7 separate regions of the Mus musculus genome follow, and all the other regions are linked to region 6. The links are chromatin contacts, called in public ChIA-PET, HiChIP or PLAC-seq and promoter capture Hi-C maps. All regions are on one chromosome and are shown on one strand. Each heading gives the region's core, a stretch centred on a gene start, on an enhancer-like site or on the middle of the called end of the contact. The rest is flanking DNA. Distances are from core to core; before and after follow the strand shown. Region 1 holds the start of Tra2b (transformer 2 beta). Region 2 holds the start of Ece2 (endothelin converting enzyme 2). Region 3 holds the start of Abcc5 (ATP-binding cassette, sub-family C (CFTR/MRP), member 5). Region 4 holds the start of Dvl3 (dishevelled segment polarity protein 3). Region 5 holds the start of Eif2b5 (eukaryotic translation initiation factor 2B, subunit 5 epsilon). Region 6 holds the start of Vps8 (VPS8 CORVET complex subunit). Region 7 holds the start of Eif4g1 (eukaryotic translation initiation factor 4, gamma 1).

What was found. Promoter capture Hi-C pulls out the DNA fragments that hold promoters and counts their contacts. ChIA-PET counts read pairs in DNA pulled down with a chosen protein or histone mark. HiChIP or PLAC-seq counts read pairs in DNA pulled down with a chosen protein or histone mark.
Region 1: a contact with region 6 is called in an RNA polymerase II ChIA-PET map of memory CD8 T cells, with 7 read pairs. The contact joins the promoter of Tra2b here to the promoter of Vps8 in region 6. A contact is called at or near these places in 2 of 39 promoter capture datasets (liver and pre-B cells), 2 of 115 datasets of contacts at active chromatin or transcription factors (effector CD8 T cells and memory CD8 T cells) and 1 of 9 other capture datasets (macrophages).
Region 2: a promoter capture Hi-C map of liver shows a contact between it and region 6, with 2.8 times the contacts expected there. The contact joins the promoter of Ece2 here to the promoter of Vps8 in region 6. A contact is called at or near these places in 5 of 39 promoter capture datasets (the 3T3-L1 cell line, hippocampal neurons, liver and 1 more), 1 of 484 Hi-C or Micro-C datasets (cortical neurons) and 2 of 115 datasets of contacts at active chromatin or transcription factors (pancreatic cancer cells and stem cell-derived neural progenitor cells).
Region 3: a promoter capture Hi-C map of hippocampal neurons shows a contact between it and region 6, with 3 times the contacts expected there. The contact joins the promoter of Abcc5 here to the promoter of Vps8 in region 6. A contact is called at or near these places in 3 of 39 promoter capture datasets (hippocampal neurons, liver and pre-B cells) and 1 of 115 datasets of contacts at active chromatin or transcription factors (astrocytes).
Region 4: a contact with region 6 is called in a promoter capture Hi-C map of 3T3-L1-derived adipocytes, with 4 times the contacts expected there. The contact joins the promoter of Dvl3 here to the promoter of Vps8 in region 6. A contact is called at or near these places in 3 of 39 promoter capture datasets (3T3-L1-derived adipocytes, liver and pre-B cells).
Region 5: a promoter capture Hi-C map of liver shows a contact between it and region 6, with 5 times the contacts expected there. The contact joins the promoter of Eif2b5 here to the promoter of Vps8 in region 6. A contact is called at or near these places in 4 of 39 promoter capture datasets (hippocampal neurons, liver and pre-B cells) and 1 of 115 datasets of contacts at active chromatin or transcription factors (bone marrow-derived macrophages).
Region 7: a contact with region 6 is called in a FOXA1 HiChIP or PLAC-seq map of pancreatic cancer cells. The contact joins the promoter of Eif4g1 here to the promoter of Vps8 in region 6. A contact is called at or near these places in 11 of 39 promoter capture datasets (the 3T3-L1 cell line, 3T3-L1-derived adipocytes, cranial neural crest and 8 more), 3 of 115 datasets of contacts at active chromatin or transcription factors (embryonic forebrain, extraembryonic endoderm stem cells and pancreatic cancer cells) and 2 of 9 other capture datasets (adipose tissue and pancreatic islet).

Annotation. Positions count from the first base shown.
Region 1 is chr16:22,264,706-22,267,405 of GRCm38.p6, reverse strand. Tra2b (transformer 2 beta) reads left to right here and starts at 1,401. Exons shown (of 9, transcript NM_009186.5): 1 at 1,401-1,665. The coding sequence starts at 1,630.
Region 2 is chr16:20,628,437-20,631,136 of GRCm38.p6, reverse strand. It overlaps Ece2 (endothelin converting enzyme 2), which reads right to left and starts at 1,286. Exons shown (of 19, transcript NM_139293.2): 1 at 1,090-1,286; 2 at 699-785; 3 at 227-356; 4 at 1-40. The coding sequence starts at 1,128. It overlaps Eef1akmt4-ece2 (Eef1akmt4-Ece2 readthrough), which reads right to left. Exons shown (of 20, transcript NM_177941.1): 3 at 699-785; 4 at 227-356; 5 at 1-40.
Region 3 is chr16:20,424,968-20,427,667 of GRCm38.p6, reverse strand. Abcc5 (ATP-binding cassette, sub-family C (CFTR/MRP), member 5) reads left to right here and starts at 1,274. Exons shown (of 30, transcript NM_013790.2): 1 at 1,274-1,420.
Region 4 is chr16:20,515,646-20,518,345 of GRCm38.p6, reverse strand. It overlaps Dvl3 (dishevelled segment polarity protein 3), which reads right to left and starts at 1,360. Exons shown (of 15, transcript NM_007889.3): 1 at 991-1,360. The coding sequence starts at 1,151. It overlaps Gm16618 (predicted gene, 16618), which reads left to right and starts at 566. Exons shown (of 3, transcript NR_167658.1): 1 at 566-707.
Region 5 is chr16:20,497,565-20,500,264 of GRCm38.p6, reverse strand. It overlaps Eif2b5 (eukaryotic translation initiation factor 2B, subunit 5 epsilon), which reads right to left and starts at 1,448. Exons shown (of 16, transcript NM_172265.2): 1 at 1,169-1,448; 2 at 1-80. The coding sequence starts at 1,351.
Region 6 is chr16:21,421,735-21,424,434 of GRCm38.p6, reverse strand. Vps8 (VPS8 CORVET complex subunit) reads right to left here and starts at 1,317. Exons shown (of 47, transcript NM_001285893.1): 1 at 1,210-1,317.
Region 7 is chr16:20,671,439-20,674,138 of GRCm38.p6, reverse strand. Eif4g1 (eukaryotic translation initiation factor 4, gamma 1) reads right to left here and starts at 1,412. Exons shown (of 33, transcript NM_145941.3): 1 at 1,263-1,412; 2 at 178-271. The coding sequence starts at 237.

The DNA of each region.
Region 1 (2,700 bases), core at 152-2,651, 840 kb before region 6:
GAAACTGCGAGTGTTGGATCATCCTGTAGCTCAGAATATTCACGGAAGCTATGTGACTGTCGCTGGGCAGTAGTGCATGCCTTTAATCTCAGCACTTGGGAGGCAGAGGCAGGTTGATTTCTGAGTTCAAGGTCAGCCTGGTCTACAGAGTGAGTTCCAGGACAGCCAGGGCTACACAGAGAAATCCTATCTCGAAAAACCAAAAAAAAAAAAAAAAAAAAAAAAACCAAACCAAACCAAACAAGAAGACTGTCAAAATGGTATTCATCTCAAGAACTCATTTGGCATGGTTTTCTATAGATATCTTCAGTGTTCTTTCATGCTATCCTTAGAGGCTAGAGGGCAGGCGGCTTCTCCCAAACAGAAATCCATTACTACAGGCCCGTTTCTCTTGAATTATTTTCTGTTTTGTGTCACTTTTTGAAGGGGGCCCGCTCATGTAGCCCAGGTTGGCCTTAAACAGCTAACTGTCCTTGGGCTCACCTCTCATGCTGCGATTACAAGGATTACAAGTGTGCACCACCCTGCCTGGCTTTCCTTTCTCCATTTCTTTCTTTCCTTTCCATTTCCCCAGGTGGGAGTCAGGGTGGGGAATGAGACCAGGTTTCTCTGTGTAATCCTGACTGTCCTGGAACTCGCTTTGTATATTCGGCTTACCTGGAACTCACAGAGATCCGCCTTAAAGGCGTGTATTACCACACCAGGCCATAGGATTGATAGTTCATAACTATAATCCCAGGATTTGGGAGGCTGACCCAGAAGGGTTAATACATTCCTAACATCAGCCTAGGCTATATAACATACACGGTGGGTTCAAGGTCAACCCAGGCAACACAATGAGGCTTTGTCTCAAACCTCAATTTGTTTGTTTGCTTTGAGCTAGGGTTTCTCCGTGTAGACCAAGCTGTCCCCAAACTCAGGGATCTGCTTGTCTCTGCCTCTTTAGTGCTGGGATTAAAGGCATGCACCATTAATGCCCGGTTTAAATTGCGAGAGTTTTAAATGGAGGTTTTATTTAGGAAGGAAAGCTCTAGAATTAAGTCTAAATAAACGGGAGGTGAGAATCCAGTGTGTGGCTGTGTTCTCTCCTAGATCATGAGAGAACAAAAGGAGAGGAAACTAGTGAGACAGAACAAAGGCATGGAGGAATGTACAACCATCTCTTCTCTTCTTCCACCCAGGACGGTTCTCTAGAAGGTTCCAGAAACGAGTGTGGCAAGGCTACGGACATCACGGTGTCCCGAGGAGACCACAACAGACGCCCAAAGGCAGGCGCACACTTTCCCGCCACGCTGTGGCCGGGTACTAGGGGAGGGGAGGGGCAGGGCGGTAAGGTAGACGTCACGTCCGGTTTGGGAAGCGCCCCTGCAGGAGAAAGCGGTTGGAAGGCGCGTCGAAGTGGGAGGGGCCAGGAAAGCGCGCCTTCGGGGGAGTGGGTGGGACCAGGTTAAAGAGCGTGGCGTCACATCCGGCAGTGTTAGACCGGTGCGGAGGTGGTGCGGAGCGTGTCGGCTTCGAGCTCCTCGCAAAAGTGTGGCGTCGCGCTAGGCTGCGGCGGAGCCTCTGTAAGGAAGGCGGGAGCTTGACAGCTTCAGGAAAGGCCCGTAGCGGTGACAGCGACCCGGAGTCATGAGCGACAGCGGCGAGCAGAACTACGGCGAGCGGGTAAGCGCGGAGTTGCGCGGGCGGCCGCGGTCCCCACCCTGCTACTTCTTCTAGGCCTCTCGGCCCGGTGCAGCCGGGTGTCGGGAGCCTGACGTGCGGAGGGAGCCGGGGCGCCGGAGGGCCTGGTGGCCGGCGCTTCTCGTCGGAGGGAGGCCGCGGGCGGGCTGTGTGCCTCGCACCCGCCACGACCGTTTTTTTTTTTTTTCCTTTCCCCCCGTTACGGGGCGGGGGGAGGCTAAAGATGGCCGCGGCGTCCGTCGGCGTTGGGGGATGGGAACGGTATCTTCTTTCGCCGTTGCTCTCCTGCGAAGCCGCGCCGCAGCCATCTTGGGCTCGCGGGCCGGGCGCGCTGCCAGAGGCACAAAATGGCGGAGCCGCCGCTCCCTGCAGCCAGGCTTTGCCGCCTCGCCACCCGGGGTCCAAGGGTGAAGCGGAGAAAAGCCACGTGTGGCCGGGAGCCTATGGGGACTGACTGATGCTTTTCGGTTGATGGAGGGCCTCCTGGTCCCGGTAAGGGACAGCTAGCTGTAGGGGGCTCTTGGAGCATCTGGAGACGGAAACGGCTGAGGGGGATTGGGGGCCCCGTTAGTTGGAGGGCTTTGTGCTACAGCGTTTCTCCCATTGTTGAGAGCTTACTGGAATAGAACGCAAGGTCGTTAGGCGTTGTTGTATAGAGCCTCCCTACCCCTGGGGGGACTTGGGAAGGAGAAACCATTGGCGACAATTGATGGCGCTATTAAACTCTGAAGTCGACGGGATTTTATTTTTAAGCTTCCACCTCCCAGAGGGTGAAAATCGGTAGAGGTTGATTAGATTGTATACAATGGGCCTGGACTAGACCCAGCCCCAAAGCTGAACAAATGAGGCGCATGTGGCGTGGCTGTAGAGTTTAGATTAAAAACTGTCACGTGAAGATGCGGAAGTCCAGGGCTCAGTGAACAGGTAATTGCAGTTTGGAAACGGCTTACAAGCATCATAAGAATGGCTGTTTTGCCCTTCCTGTACTAACGTTTTTATTTTCGCAAAAAGTTCACA
Region 2 (2,700 bases), core at 37-2,536, 790 kb after region 6:
CGAATGCAGGCTTCTGTGACGCAGGTGCTATGGGCTGGGTCTGTGGCAAGAGACATGGCAGAAGGCAGGAGACTATCAATCGGGGTGGAAGAAGCAAAACCTTTTGAGAAGCCGATGACAGCAGGAAGTTGGAAAGGCTAGCCCCAAAAAGAAAAATATTGAGAGGACTTTCAGGTTTTGGCCCCCCTTAGCTGTGAGGGCTGCCAACAGGTGTGAACCCACCTACCTCTGTGGACCCACAGAGCCACGAGGCAGCCCAAAAGAAGGGCAGCCAACACTAGAATGAGGCCTGCCAAGACCAGCTCCAACTGTGTGTGTGAACCAAACAGTTGTCTTGTCCTCTTCTGGAATCCCACCTGGGGAACACAGGACAGGCGCAATTGAGTTGCATCGCAAGGACCCAATATCGCAGAAGTCCTCCCAGAAAATAAAGATATGAAGAAGGTACAGCCAGTTTCCAGAGTGATGGAGCAAATAGCGAGTGGGGGTTAACTTCGGGCCCAAAAGCAAAGAGGCAGGTGGAGCCTGTTTTGTGCAACGTCATGGCTTTGAAATGCCTCACTACAGTCCTGGCGCAGAGGCCAGAGATGGAGTGGAAACCAGGACAAGCGACCCACTAGAACAGCCACATGGTTACTGCAGGCAGGCATCATGCCAAAGGTGAGGCCTGATGAGAAAAGGGGAACCCCTTTGCCCACCTCCAGTGAGTCCCGGGTGGCCCTGCCTTCAACTGTAATCTCTGGTGATTCTTCATCCCGAAGCTTAGCACGTTTGTACTCCACCATCTGCAAACAGTTCGGAGCACCAACTGAGGTTGGGCAGCTAGGCCTTCTGCCCAAGGCCCTGCTCGGGTGTCCCTCGCTGGACCGGCTTCCTCCTTTCATGCACAGAGGGACCTTCCCCGGGTGTCAGACTCTCAGACTAGGGTCCCCTCTGACACCATCCCTCTCCAACCCGCAGAAGAAGCGCCATCACCGAGGCAAGCCGGGGTCCCAGCCAGACGCTGCCAGTTCACTCACACCCGCCCCTCCACACTTTGTGCCCTCTCCACCCGGGTCCTCTCCCCTGGAGTCCAGGGCCATCACTCACACTGCCTCCGCCACCCAACTCGTGCAGCGCGACGTTCATGGTGGAGTGGAGCAAGGCCGGGCCGCGCCTTAGGGCTGGGCGAGGTTGACCCGCCCAGGAACTACGGCCCAGGCCACCCGCTGAACCCCGCCGCTGCCCTCCATCACAGTCACTGCTGCAGCCCCTGGCTTGGCCGCGGCGGCCCGGCTTTCTCAGGTCTCCCCGACCCAGCGGCGCGCCCGGGGGTGGGAGCGAGGGGGAGGGGCGGAGCGCGCGCGGCTCCCCGCCAGCATCCGCGCCCAGACCACGTTCCGCGCAACCGCTGCTCTCCATCAAGCCTGAGAGCCCCTCAGGCAAGCCACCCATAATTTGCTTCCATTTGGTTGAGGCCCAATCATTGCTAATTTTTTTTTTTAACCCGGACTTTCCAAATTTCAGGCCTTCAATACTTTTAAACACCATAGAGGAGTTATGTCCCAGAGAGGAACCCCTTTACCTAGCAGAATGTCTGCAGGGTCTTTTTTTTTTTTTTTTTTTTTTACAGCAGGAAACCACAGGCAGTTCACCTCTATACAGGTGTCCATAGGATATCTACAACAGCACAAGGCTCCAAGCACAAAGAAACTCTAAAGCAACTATTCTGAATTTTCACAATGTATATACAGAAAAGCCCACTGTCATTGGGGATACACACAAGCACATACCAAGTGTTACGGCAGCATGCACTATACACACAGCTCACACTAATGCCGCTCTTACACATTGCTTCAAGATGGCACTTTCACTCTCCAAGATAATTGCCGTCATCGGATCATCTCATAAAGGGAGGGTTACAGATGGTGACAAATTGGCAGGGAAAAAAACAGCCATGCACAGATATTTAAAGAAAAGACATGCTAACACTTCCAACTCAGGAAGGCAAGCGATTTTATTTGGGAGGTTTACAAGAGGGAAAAAAAAAATCACCAAGCAATATTTAACTGAAACGCAACAGTGTGGTATCCATGCATCACCATCTGCCTTCCATATTGTCATTCCTTAAACAGGCAGGCGAGTGTTACAGTCTGTTGCGCCAAGGAGTGCCTCATGTTTTTTACAGTGCTGCGGAGGGAACGGGGACACCAAAGCATTGCCTCCTCTTCCTCTCCCTAACCAGGAGAATACCAAACCGTGATCTGAGGCAGCCTTAAGTAGTGAGTGGCAATGGATACTCATTTATTGATTCACACCTAAGTTCTCAGACATCTTATTGCAAGTGGTGCTAGCGTGGGCTATTCTTGAGACTGAGAAACGATGCAAGATGAATGGATTTGGCTGAGAAGTGCTAGACTGCTTTCTTAGGAACTGTTCCATCCCCAAATTGCATGTTCTCAAACAAGACAGAGCACAGTGTCACTGTTAGGATGAACAATTCTGGGTTTAGACTCAGTTTCCCCATCTGTAAAATGGAAATAAGAGTAGTATTTAGGCAGTGGTGGCACACTCCTTTAATTCTAGCACTGGGGAGGCAGAGGCAGTTGGATCTCTGAGTTCAAGGCCAGCCTGGCCTACAAAGTGAGTTTCAGAGGACCCAAGGGTACACAGAGAAACCCTGTCTCAAAACAAACAACAGCAAAAAAAAAAAAAAAAGGT
Region 3 (2,700 bases), core at 25-2,524, 1.0 Mb after region 6:
CTCCTGAGTCTGGTCTTTGACCCTGATCAGTCAGTCCCAGGACATACGCTCCATAAACTATCCCTGTCTGCCTGAGATCAGTGTTTGGTGGTTTGTCTGGCGACTCCTTGACCCCAACAATATATATCTTAATTTTAAAATAGTGAAACATAATCAGCTTTTTGTTATTATGACAATATGACAAATACCGGAGAAAACATGAACTTAAAGGAGAAAATACTTATTTTGGCTCAGGTTTTTATCCATGGTGAACTGGTTTTGTTAGTGTGTGCTCGGCACAAGGCTGAACATCATGACAGGAAGGGGTAACACACATCTCTCAAAGGTATACTTCCAGGGACCAACTTCCTTTAACAAGCCTCCAAGTCCTCATATTCTACTAGCTTCTAATAGTGACATGGAACAATCAGTCAATATTAAACCGTTCATTAACTCAGAGTCTTCATGATCCAACTTCCTGAAAGCCCAGCTCTGAACACTGCCTATCTTCCTGAGCTTTCTGTGTGTCAAATATACATCCTGTCAATAAGTCCAGCTTTATGACATTAGTGTTCACAGTAGCTAACTAGGTAGTTGTATGATGGACAATCCAGTTTACTTTCTTTTTAAATCCCTTAAATGGGTAACCATAAACAAGCCCCGGGTAGTTTAAAGGTTGGGAGGCATGCAATAGAGTAGTCTTTATATTATGATACTAAAATAGATAAAATAGAAAAAATAAAACGACTAATGCCTCGGGAGCTTTACATTTATTTATAAAAATAGATTGATTAGTTAGTATATCATTTTGACATCCCTTGTCACTTTGGAAATTGCGATTCTGGCATTTCACTACTTAGAAGTCAAGAAGCTGAGATAGATGGGTAAGAGAAAAGATCCAAAGGTACCATTCATGCAGAACGTGGAGGACTCATGCACCCATTAAGTGACACCACAGCTAAGAGTTGGGGCTGGACAGAAGCAGGCTATGATGACCTTCACGATGTTTTCTGGCACGTGGAACCGCCGCATAGATTTGGAAGTTCCTGACTTTGAACCTCTGGCTGTCAGAGAATACAGCGCCACCGGCTACCCCGACCCGCCTGCCCAGCCCCCGTGACTAAGGCAGAGAAGGTTCCAGACTGGGCATCAGAAACCGGGGAAGGATGGGGCAGCACGAGATGCGCGCGGGTACTGTGAGCAGCCTGCACCCCATCCCGGGCACCAGCGGTGCTTCTGGGAAACGTAGTCTTTTGCGGTGTGCGGCGCTGGGGGCTGCCGGATGAGGGACTACGATTCCCTTCGGTCTTGCGCAAGCTTTGTGCATCGCGCTTGCGCGTTGTGGGGGACTATGCCGCTATAAAGGCTTGTTTTGCTCAGGGTCCGATGTTCGCGAGCGTGCCCGGGCTGTTTGCTCTCGTGTGGGGAGGCTGGGGTGCAGGTAGGTGACGGTTCACGCCTTTTTCATGCAGTGTCGGAGGCTGTCACGGGCTCACTTCTTTGGGCTCTCCAAGGCGGGGTGGGCGGTGGGAAGCCTCGGACGGGAGAAACGGGGCCTGTCTCGTTCCGATCTCGCGCGGTCCCCGGCTTGTTGGCGACCTCGCGGGCTGTGCGGAGGTCTAGATGTTAGAAGGCAGGAGGGGAGGTTTGATGGGTGGTCACGGCCGGCTCCACTCTCCGCGCGGCCACCAGGGGGAGCTGCGTTCGCTGTGGGTGGGTCGTGGAGCCTGTGCTCGCAGGCCCGGGGCTGGCATGGGAACGCCCTAGGGCCGGGTGGCGGAGCTGTCCAGAGAGAAGCCCCAACCTCCCTCCGGGACTGGAGGCTGTCAGCCACTTACTACGTAAGTCATTATCTATGTTTTGTTTTGTTTTTTGTTTGTTTGTTTTGCTACTGGTATGTGGAGGTACGTGGCATCAGCACACACAGCGAAGCCGAGGTAGAGATGGGAGCCTAGATCTTCTGTCACCAGTGTCCTTTTCGGTGCTGACACGCAAAGGAGCTAGTGGCTTTGTGTTTATAACACCTGGATTTGGTGTTTTCGTACAGATGTGGGAGTCTCGATGCAGGTGGGCACAGGAATGACCGGGGAAGTCTTGAGTTCCGAAGGGAGAAATGGATGGGTTTTACTGGGGTCTCTGGAGTAAGTGACAGGTGAGGGAGCTTGGAGGCACAGGTGGGCCCTGGGGGAGAGGTGGGGGGGGCGTGATAAGTGGTTCAGCTTCCTTGTAGCTTCCAGTAGCTTCCAGTAGCTGCAGGGCCTGAAGGAGCTTCCTGAGGCGCCTAAAACCTGAGAGATGTTGCGATAACAGAACTTGGAAACACCAACCTGGTTAGTTACAGTTCTCCAGGCCTACACAATGCCCCTCCCCCCTGCAGAATCGTCACATCCACCCCTCTTCACTGGAAAGAGAATTTTAGAGCAAAACCAGGTGGCCCCCAACCCTGTCAGTTTTGAGTCGGGGTACTAATGTGAGAGTCCCCACTTTGTTTATTCTTCTTTCTCCCTTTATAGTGCTGGCTTAAACCAAAATATGCCAGGTTTTCCTAGTCCTGATACACACACCCTTTCCTTTGGATTTGGCAGGGCTGGGGACTGGAAAGAACCTCTGGCCTACATGCTTTTATCACTGAGCCTAAGTTAGCATTAGTTTTATAAAAAGACTTTACATTAGCTGCAAGGGAGTTGTCTAGAAAATGGGAAGTATGAATTGCTCTTTGGG
Region 4 (2,700 bases), core at 111-2,610, 910 kb after region 6:
TCAGAGGGACCTTCAGGCCTTGAAGGGCCCAGGGAGGGGTAGGGTGTTTGTGTGTGTGTGTGTTCTCCATAGCCTCTAGGCCGACCGTCCAGTTAATGTAGGCAAGCCTCAGCCCCTTGGAGAGGGGTGTGTGTGTGTGTGTGTGTGTGTGTGTGTGTGTGTGTCTTCCCCCTCCACCCCCCTCTCAGGCCAGCTGCTACAAAACCCTCAGGCTCCAACATTCCAACCTCTCTTAAAGGGGCAGTCCCAGCTTCCAAACTGCCCATCAAAAGCCCTGCAGCAGGGTAGGGAGGGGAAGACAAGAGAGAACATCAATAGGCCCTTCCTAGTCTTCCCATCCAGGCTCTGAAGCCCTATGCAACATCTCTGCTGGGACTACCATCAGGAAAGAAAAGGCCCCAGCACCTGGCTAGTGAGAACTCCTCTGAGTCAGGCAACACCCCATCGGCCCAGGGGAGAGGGGAATCTGCTTGACAAACATCAGGTCCATCATCCAGCCTGGTAGAACAGCCCCCAACGCCTCCTTCTCCAGTTCAAAGTCCCACCAGCTACAGCCCTAGATACAGCACACTCCAAATAAGGCTCTGAGTTGCAGAGCTCAGAAGACCGGGAAGGCAGGCCGGGTGTCAATATACTCCAACTTTATGCTTAAATGGTGGCACCTGGAAGGACTGAGAATTCTGGCTTTGGACTGGAGTGGAAAGGATGTATGTCTCTGGGGGGGGCCGCTGGACCGTGGGGAGGTGAGGGGGCTTGAATGGTAGGAACCGATTGCTTAGGGAGGGACGTCTCGCTGGACCAGGGGGGCAAGGCCTCCAAGAGGTGACTGGGAGTCCCTCAAAGTCAAGTGTGTCCCAAGTCACCGAGTCGCTCCCTTGCTGGAAGCGGGGCTAGAAACCAGTGCAGTCAGGGGAGTCGGAACTGGCTGTGTTGGCCCCTAGCAGCGGAGCGACCCGGGCTCCCGGGAGGCGGGGCGGGGGCCATCCTCACCCAAAATCGTCGTCCATAGACTTGAAGAAGAACTTATAGCTGGGCCGCTGCAGAACGCCCTTAAAGTCCGCCAAGGTGACGCGCTCGGCGGGCAGGGGCAGCTTCACCAGGTACGGCGTCTCCTGGCCGTCCAGGTGGTAGATGATCTTGGTCTCGCCCATGGCTCCGGCCTCGGCCCCGCGGCGCGCGGCCTGCTTGGGCAGCGGGGCCGGGCCTCTCCGGCAGAGCTCGGCGCTCGGCGCGGCCCGCTGCTCAGCCCCACTCAGCCGCCGGCCGGGCCGCCAGCTCCCTTGTTCTCCGGCCGCTCCCGGGTCCCAGCGCCGCCCGCCACCGCTTCCGCTCCCCACTCCCGGCGCTCCGCTGGCGATCGCGACTCTTCCGGTGGCCTGGGCCCTCCCGGCTCTGGGCCGAGCCCAGTGCGGCCCCGCCCCGCCTCCGAGCCGCGCTGGCTGCTTGCGGCCGACTGCCCGCCCACCCACAGGGCGGCGCTGGGTCCCCTGTGCTCCGGGTTCAGGCAGCTGGACCTGGAAGTCTCAGCCCGGTGGGACTGGCGGAACCGTGTGCAGGGTCCCGGGCAGGAGGGGAGGGATGGAAGAGAAGTGTCACCGACTGCAGAAGAGAATGGATTTGAAGACCTAACTGGATCCCTGGATGCCGGGTGGCTTCAACTCGGATTTTTGGATTCTGCTGACAGCACAGTTGCTGCCACCGGACCGTACTGAGTTCCTTGAGGGCTGAGCAAGTTCAAGTTTTTATCCCTATAATCTCAGCGTCTCTATGAACAAGTAGTTTGAGAAATGGACTGAGTGGGTGTGGTAGCGCTTACCTTTAATTCCAGCACTCAGGAGAGAGAGGCAGGTGTCTTTCAGTGAGTTTAAGCCAGCCTGGCCTACAGAGAGCTTCAGGACAGCAGGACTATGGAGGGAACTCCTCTCTTAGAGAGAGGGAGAAATACAGAGAAGAAAAAGAAAGAAAGAAAGAAAGGAAAAGAAGAGGAAAAAAAGGACAAAAGAAAGAGAAAAGAAAAAATTTGAGTTAAGAAAGAATGCAAGCAGCCAGGTGTGGTGGAACATTACTTTAGTCCAAACACTGGATAGGTAGGCAAATCTCTGAGTTGGAGGCCAGCCAGTCTACAGAGCAAGTTCCAGAACAGCCAGGGCTAAACAGAGAAACCCTGTATGATTGGGACAGTAGATGTCAAAACTACCTATAGTCAGTTGGTGGTTCAGCTTCTCAGCTGTAACAATGTATGTCAGGTGTGGCTTTGAAACTCCTGACAATTCTCCTGCCTCAAGCTTCTGAGTTCTCTCTCTGATTACATGCCTGCATTTCAGTCACCTCTTCTGCCCAGAAACCTCTTCACATTACCCAATATGACTTTCATATACCCTCAACATGACACACAAGGCCCTTAATAATCTGACATCTATATACCTCTCTAGACTTTTTCTCATTACATCATAACCAATTTTTTTATTATAAGCAGAAAGCATTCAGTAGCAGTTACATGTTTTCAGTTTATATCCTTCATTTAATCTTTTTCTCCAAATAATGTCTGTGCATAAATAAAATGCATTAAAACTTTTCAAGGTTTGTTTTTACCCCCTGCACAGATTATAGGTATCTGAGATGACCAGGAGAGGGTGTCAGTCTCTTGGAATTAGAGTCACAGGAGCTGGAGAGAGAACTAAGTGGTTAAGACCTCTTCCA
Region 5 (2,700 bases), core at 199-2,698, 920 kb after region 6:
AATGTTTCCTGTACACCCGTGGCAGTCAGGAACTCCAGAGTATAGTCAATTAGCGCAACGTTGGCCAGGGGCAAGAGGACCTATAGGGCAGGAAAGAAAAAGTCTGAGATCTTCAAGTCAGGATTATACTTTGGTATACTTTGGTTTGCAGACACTATAATCGACTTTATCCTTTTATTCTAAAGCAAACAGGCTCTAAGGGTCAGTCTAAGGCTCTGGAATTTGAGCCTAGTAGGCATGGTATCAGACACAAACATGTTCTAGGAGCCCAGTGCTGGCATTAAGGACAAATGTTGGCCCTAAGTCATAGCTCTAGAACTCTAAGCACTAAGGTCTTCTTCATAGAATTTCCTTCTATTGTTCTATTGCCACTAAGAGTCACAGAAATCATTCAAACACTTGTCAAAAATGAACAGTCGTTAGCCTTAGGAATTCTTTTTTTTTTTTTTTTTTTTTTGTGGTTTTTTGAGACAGGGTTTCTCTGTATAGTCCTGGCTGTCCTGGACCTCACTTTGTAGACCAGGCTGGCCTCGAACTCAGAAATCCGCCTGCCTCTGCCTCCCGAGTGCTGGGATTAAAGGCGTGCGCCACCACGCCCGGCTATTAGGAATTCTTAAGTCAAAGGCAAATCCCTATTTGAATGAACTATGGATTGCTGAGCGACCCAGTAGTCTGCAAGCGCAATGCCTATTTCCTATGTCTAGGTAATTCCTAGACTGATGGCAACCCACTGGGGTCCCCTTTCAGCAGATGGGAGGAAAACAGCCTGCTGAGAGCTAGCCTTTTTTCCTTTAGGAATATATTACCATTGCCTTTATCTAAAGCAATTTCTTTAAATTGCCCATGTCCTGCAAGGTTAAAGACAGTGGAGGCCCCTCTTGTGCTACTAAATCCCCCGGGGAAGCCTTCTTTCAAGCATTGATTCTACACACAGCCCTCTCCATCCTTCCCAAGGCTGGGTGTATAGCCCTGCGAGAATCCATGTGTGCTAGTTACTCATCTGATCGGACAGCCTCCGAGGTTTCAGTCGGTCTCTCCACCTTTTCCTAACCAGATAAGCTCAACTTGAGGGTAACTTCCAGAGCACGCTTCACTAACCAGCTGCAGTGGCAACCTGCGGCCCCGCTACCCTCGAGGCCGGCAGACTGCTCGCGAGCCGGGTGCTCACCCGAGGCTGGTCCTTGGAGATGGGGAAGAAGCGGCGGTTGAAGCTATCGGCCACTAGAACTGCCTGGAGGGGCGGCGGCGGCTCCTCCTCCGCACCTTGGGTTCCCCCGCCGCCCGAGCCGCCGCCGCCGCGTTTGCTCGCTCGGCCGGCCGCAGCGCCAGGCACCGCCGCAGTGGCTGCCATCTTGCTTCGCAGCCAGCACGTCCGCCGGGAAGTCACACGGCACGCAGTAGGGGACAAAAAGGACTCACAGTCAAAACGCGAAGGTGTAGTTGCAGGGAGAGAAAGAGGAAGGAATGCGCATGTGTGTACCAGCAGACCCCACCCACCCCGTGCAAGACCAGGGCGTGGCTGACCGCAGTAGGTGCTACTGGGAGGTGTATGCACCCCAGAGGGGTGAGATCCCACCGTTGTCTACTTAGTCAGTGAGTGCTGTTGGATTGGACAAGCTAAGAAGGCAGCGAGCTGGATAGGCTTGTGATCGCTGGGCAGGAGCCTACAGCTCCTCTGCCCAGAGTAGGATAAAATTTGTAGTTCTCAGGGATTGGAGAGATCACTCAACAGTTAAGAGCACTTACTGCTCTTGCAGAGGATCCACGTTCTGCGCCTGGCGCTCACGTGGTAGCAAGCAACTATTCACAATTGCAATTCCAGGGTGTCCGACACACTTTCGACCGGGCACTGGATGCCTGTGGAAAACACTCATCCACATAAATCTAAATATAAAATGAAGCTCCCCACTTGCAGTCTAGTAATCTAAGGGGATCTGGCATCTTTGGGAGGGAAACCACGATCTGCACAAATACTGGACATGGAGGCAGGCTGTAGATTTTTACTGAACACACACCTATTATGGGTGCTCCCTCCCCCCTTGCCAGAAATACGACCTAGAGCGACAGGCATTTCTTAAACCCTCAAATCGGAACCAAGGGAGCACGCCCAACTAGTGAGTGGAAAAACTGCTGCTGGAGCTCATCTGACTCCCATGGTTCTGAAAGAGTAGTAAACTCAGTGCTCCAAGGTATGCTAATCATAAAACAGATAGCGACATTCCTCCACCCACCGGCTTCCTGGGTTCAAAGAGTGTTAATTCAAAGAAAGTCACCCTGACCCACTCTGACCATTGCTGGAACCTGCAATGCAAATGTGCTATCGTTAGGGGCTCTTAGAAACTGTCTTGAGAGTTAACAATTACCAGGTATTCCTTGTGACACCTGTGACTCTGTACTTCCTTGTGACTCTTAACTGGTATTTTTGGTATTTTCCAACAACGCCCTTCCCACCTCCTTGAGTTGTGGTTCCTTCCTTTAAATACCCCCTTATCCAGCTACTCGGGGCGCCACAGTCCTCTACCCCTGCGTGGTGTATGACCGTGGGCCCGAGAGCGCTCTTGAATAAAAATCCTCTTGCAATTTGCAGCAAGACCGTTTCTCGTTGGTGATTTTGGGGTGTCGCCTCTCCTGAGTCAGAACGTGGGGGAGTCCTCACGTTGTGGGTCTTTCAGTTCCACAAGCGTTATCCCAGATGAGGCT
Region 6 (2,700 bases), core at 68-2,567:
GGAGAGATGGCTCAGCGATTAAAAAGGTATACTGCTCTTATATAGGGCCAGAGTTTGGTTCCCAGCACCAACACGGGGTAGCTCACAACAGCTCGTAACTCCAGCTCTAGGGCCTTACTTCTCCTATCCCAATGGCTAAAATGTTTATGGACTAGTGGGGATAACACTAAGAGTCACTAAGAAACCCCCAAATTCTGGAAGACAGAATGCACTCAACGACTGCCAACAGTCCAATTACAAAAGAAACATATAAAGAAAAAAAAATCAGCACCTTATTCTGTTAGAGGTCTGTAAAGAATTTTCTCACATAACTCAGTCACTTCCCGCATACAAGGCTCAACAGTTCAAACAAAACTGCTCCATTTATCTTTATTGTGTATTCTACAGACCAGGTCAGCTAGTGCTAGAGGAGTCAATACTTTTCTGCTTAGATGTCAACGTGAGCAAACCCATGACTTAAACACATGTGGGTTCCCCCATCCTCAATCTATATTGGAAGCACTTCAAACACAGAAGTGTAACATAAACCCACACACAACGATGTGCAATTTTCTCCCAAACAGAGACACCTGGAACAGAGTTAGCGGCACTAGCCAACATCTGTGCTTACGTTACTTGGGCTTTTTGGGGGGGGTTAGGGGGTGGGGTGTCCAGTAGAGTGGGCAGTACAGTAACAAGCATTCTGGCAAATAGAGCCCCGCCTACTTATGAGAAGGCTCCAGCAGCTACTCCGGATAAGCCAGTACAATCCTTCCATTGAAACATGTCCACTTAGTACACCCAAACTCTGGATTGCCGCGTGCCTCTGTCCCCCGAGTGCCACACCTAGACAACAAGCCAAGGCACAGGGGTGCCCCCCACCTTGCGGCCCTCGGATTGGGGCACACCTGGCAGGAGGCGAGGAGGAAGCGGCAGCACGGGCTGCACGTCAGTCGGACCGGGTGAGAACCTCCACGCCGTGCGGCGGGCGTGGGAGGGACAGCACCCACCTCCCGGCCGCAGTCCGGGCGTGAGCGCGCCAGTCCGGTATCCCCGCAGGCGGCCGGACCCGGGTGGAAACTGCTAACCTAGTGCGAAGTCAGACTCCTGAGCCAGCCCGCGGTGGCCACAGGGTCTGCGGGAGCCACTGGGGCGCAGCTCCGTCTGCGCACCCCTGCCGCGCCGGCCCGCACCCGCCGCCCCGCCCCACCCGTTCGGAATACGTGTTACCTGAGCCGGCGTCTGCCTTGACGGGACCCCAGCACACGTGACCCCGCGGAGGCCAGCCCACGCACGCGCAGTCTCGGCAGCTGGCGGGCGCGCTTCCGCTCTCTTCCCCAGAGACGCCCTGCACTGGGCGGTGCGAGCCTCTGCGTCACGCCCTCCTTAAAGGGAGACTCTGTCCGGCCTCCAGGGACGCTCAAGGAGCCCTGGCATCTGAGCCGGAGGAGTCTAGCAAATAGAGGTCCTCAGATTAAAAGGAACGTCCCTTTCAATCAGCTCACCTGAACTTCCATAAACTCACCCCAAAACGAGGTGTCAAGGATCGTCCAGCCATCAGGCGCGCAGGAGCCTGAGGCAGAAGGAGCATATTGAGTTCAAACTAGTCTGGGATACCGACACAGACCTGTCTCAGATTCGACAAATAGATAAATGGATGGATGGATACACAGTGCAGGGTTAGGAGTGGATATGGAATTCGTTTCGTTGGATTTGGTAGTGTCCACTAATTCGTTTTCTTTTGAAAGGTGAACACAGAATTGCTGGGTTTTGGTGGGTAATTTTGGGGGGAAGGGGAAACATTGTTTTTGCAAATAAGGATGGATACTGAAAACTTCTTTTCCAAATTATCATTTTTAGTTGTCATTGTTCCATCAAAAAATAATAGAGTGGGTCACATTATTAAATAGAGAAGGCATCTTTTTTTTCCCTAATATGCTACTGGAAAAAGCTATTTCAGGATAGTTTGGCGTTTACAATTGCCACTATATGGTATCATTAACCCAAGGAGGCAGATAACATAGTTGTTGGACTTGTCTGTGAGGGAGAAATGAGGAGGGAGAGTGTGGGAAGATACCTCAGGAGGAGTTACATTGAGTATCAACCAGGCTCACTGTAGGTCTGTCCTGTAAGTACATTAGGACTGTCAGTAAAGGCCAGCTGATCACAGTGACATAAAGAAACTATAGGGCTGTCATTTTTAGGGTCACGGATGAAGGAAAATAATCAACACCTTAGCTAAAAAAAAGGGGGGGGAGCAGGGAGTGAGGAGACTTCTGTAGGCAGGAGCCAGAGAGACTGCCTAACTGAGGGAACAGTGGGATTAGTTACAAGCCAAGGTGAGTTTAGGGACAAGTTGCTAGCCTGATGTGGCTAGGGTACAGGCAGTGGCTTCCAAACATCTTTAATAATCACTCACAGAAACACATTTCAGCCATGACTCTGTGTGTGTGAGTGTGTGTGTATGAGACACACACACACAGAGAAAGAGAGAGAGAGAGAGAGAGAGAGAGAGAGAGAGAGAGAGAGAGAGAGAGAGACCCGTCTAAAGTAGGTTAGACAGAATGGTGACACCAGAACCCTGAGCCCTGAGTGACAGAGAATTGTTAAAGTTCTGGGAAGAACGGAATTCAGCTGACACATTGGGGAATGGGGCTATAGGACATGAAAAATGGGAAGATTGTTAATTGACATTTTCAAAATGTTTTACAGTCGTCACAC
Region 7 (2,700 bases), core at 163-2,662, 750 kb after region 6:
TAACAGCCTCAGCAGTCCACATGTTCCCTCCCTGTGACAGCCCCAGGGACAGCCAGGGGCCCTATCTCAATTTGGCAGCAGGCAGCTGCACTTTGCCCTGACACAGATGGGGGTGGGAAAACTGGGAGCTGCGTGACCTCCACCCCGCCGGAGTCCTGATCATTTAGCCTTGATTACCTGTGGGAGTCCAGGGGACCTGGCGGGTGGGGGGCCTGTGGGCTGGGGAGCTTTGTTCATTTCATTTGGTGCCACATTAGGGTCCCCCCAGCACCTGTTGGAAAGAGCAGAGCTCGGAACGAGGAAAGGACCCAAGCTTATGGCAAACGGGCTGGGGGAAAGGTTGTATCAAGAGCTAGGGCCAACACGGATTAAGGGAGGTGCCAAGTGAATGCAGAAACAGAAAACATACAGCCTGAGGACCCCACCAGCACACTGCAACACCCTGACCCCACCCTTGCCTGCTCAAACAGCCCCCTCACTCACCCCCTCGGTTAAGAATAAGTCCACAGTGCGGCCTACAGGTTCTGGGCATCCGAAGGCCTGGGGTTGGGAGGTGAGGGGTATCAACCTGGCTCCACGGGGCCCAAGACCAACCAGACCGGAAATTCCAGGTCTTGCTGGCACCAGGCTCCCGGATCACAAATGAAGCCGGCTGCTCCGGCCGTGATATCCCCACCCCCCACCCGGGGACACCGGGTTCGAAGCCTGCCGCGGGGCACTCGCGCGGGGCCGGAGAGGCCTGAGGCCGCCCGGGAACACAAGCCAGGAAGGGCGCGAGTCCGGCCGCACCAGCAGGGCGGGCGGCGACCGCCGCGAAAGCCGGCTCGGGGCAGGCGAGGGTCGGCCGCCGGGCGGGGCTGGGGGCTCCTCCCTGCCCGCCGCCGCCGCCTCCCAGCTCTGCGCAACGCGGCCAGTGCCAAAGAACAACGTGTCACTTCCCGGCGGCCGCCCGGGCCCCGCAGGGGGAGGGGGTGGCGGGTTTGCGCCGCACAGCCTGCGCCGGGCCGCGGCCCAGGCCGGGCGGAGGTGACTGTCTCGCCGCCACCCCAGCGCCCTCCCCGCCCGGGCCCTGCTCCCCACCCCCACCCGGGCCCGGCCCGGCACACGTGGGCCGGGGATCGGCCTGGCGAGTAGGGCCTGGGCGCAGGCTCGGAGCCGGGGCGCCGGGGCGTCGGCGCAGGGTGGCGGGCCCCGGCCCGGATGGCGGCGGATGCGGGGGGAGGGGTGGGGGGCCGGGTCGGGCCCGGACATGGCGGCTTTACCTTCAGTCTCCTTCAGTCCGCGCGGCCGAGCCCCACGCAGCCGCACAGACGTAGTCCACAACCATTTCCGGCTCCCCGCACAGATCCCGCTCGGCGGCCACCGCTTCTCCGCAGGCGCAGCCAGCGCCCCACGTGACCGGCGCAGAGGGCGGAGCTGCGCTGGCGCCGGGGAAGCACATGGGATTTGCTCCGCCCCATCACGTGACACCCACTGCCCGCCCCCGTGTCCCCTCCCGAACTTTGGAACTCCCAGGCCGACCCCCTCTGAGGCTCTGGCGGTTCTTTAGTTCATTCATACTTTGCGCAAGCATTTATTGAGCGCGTGAGTGCTAAGTGAAGTGCCGGCCTGGAGCTCAGAGTGCGGAATCTAAAAAGCAGTCCTGCCCTAGTAAGTGTAGTGTGCAAATTATGCAGCCTCTGAAAATGCTATAGATTTGATCTTTGATAGACCTATTAACAAAGGAAATTCAATATTGCACCAAAGAAACTGCCGCAATCTAAAGAAGCAATTTTACTTTTGTTTTTTTAAAAAAATCAGTTGCTCCTAGGGAAACGCAAAAGTCAACATGAAAACTTTGGAATAATGGAAAAAGGAATCCCAAAGCTGTACGTGTGCTGACTGGCTAAGGCAGGGAATCAGTTACCATAAGCTTTAAAGTAGGGAAATGTCACCAGGCAGTGGCGAGCCACGCCTTTAATCTCAGCATTCCAGAAAGATAGGCAGGTAGATCTCTGAGTTCAAGGCCAGCCTGATCTACAAAGCAAGCTCCAGGACGGCCAGAGTTACAGAGAGACCACATCTTGAAGATTTCTGAGATGGTTCAATGGTTGGCGCACTGGTTGCTCTTTATTGCCTGCTCTTCAAGAGGATCTGGGTTTACTTCCCATAACCCATAAGGCAGTTCATGTCTGTGTGTAACTCTGATTCGTTAGAATTCTGCCCTCTTTTGCCCTCTAAAGGCACCACATATGCATGTAGTGCACAGACATATGAAAACAAAACATTCATACACGTAAATATTTAAATTTTAAAAATAGGAAAATTTGAACTGGGTGGTGGTAGTCCACACCTTTAATCCTAGTACTCCAGGGGCATAGGCAGGAGAATCTCTGTGAATTAAGGGCTAGACTAGTGTAGAGAGCTAATTCAGGACAGCTAGGGTTACACAGAGAAACCCTGTCTCGAAAAACAAAAAAAATAGCCAGGCTGTGGTGGTGCACGCCTTTAATCCCATCACTTGGGAGGTAGAGGCAGGTGGATTTCTGAGTTTGAGGCTAGCCTGGTCTACAGAGTGAGTTCCAGGAGAGCCAGGGCTACAGAAAAACCCTGTCTGGAAAAACCAAAAAAAAAAAAAAAGAGTTGTACTCTATTGAACTGAGCATTTGAGCATTTAGTTAGGTAGCAGAGCCTTTCCCACTGGCCTTTCTCCCTCTCACA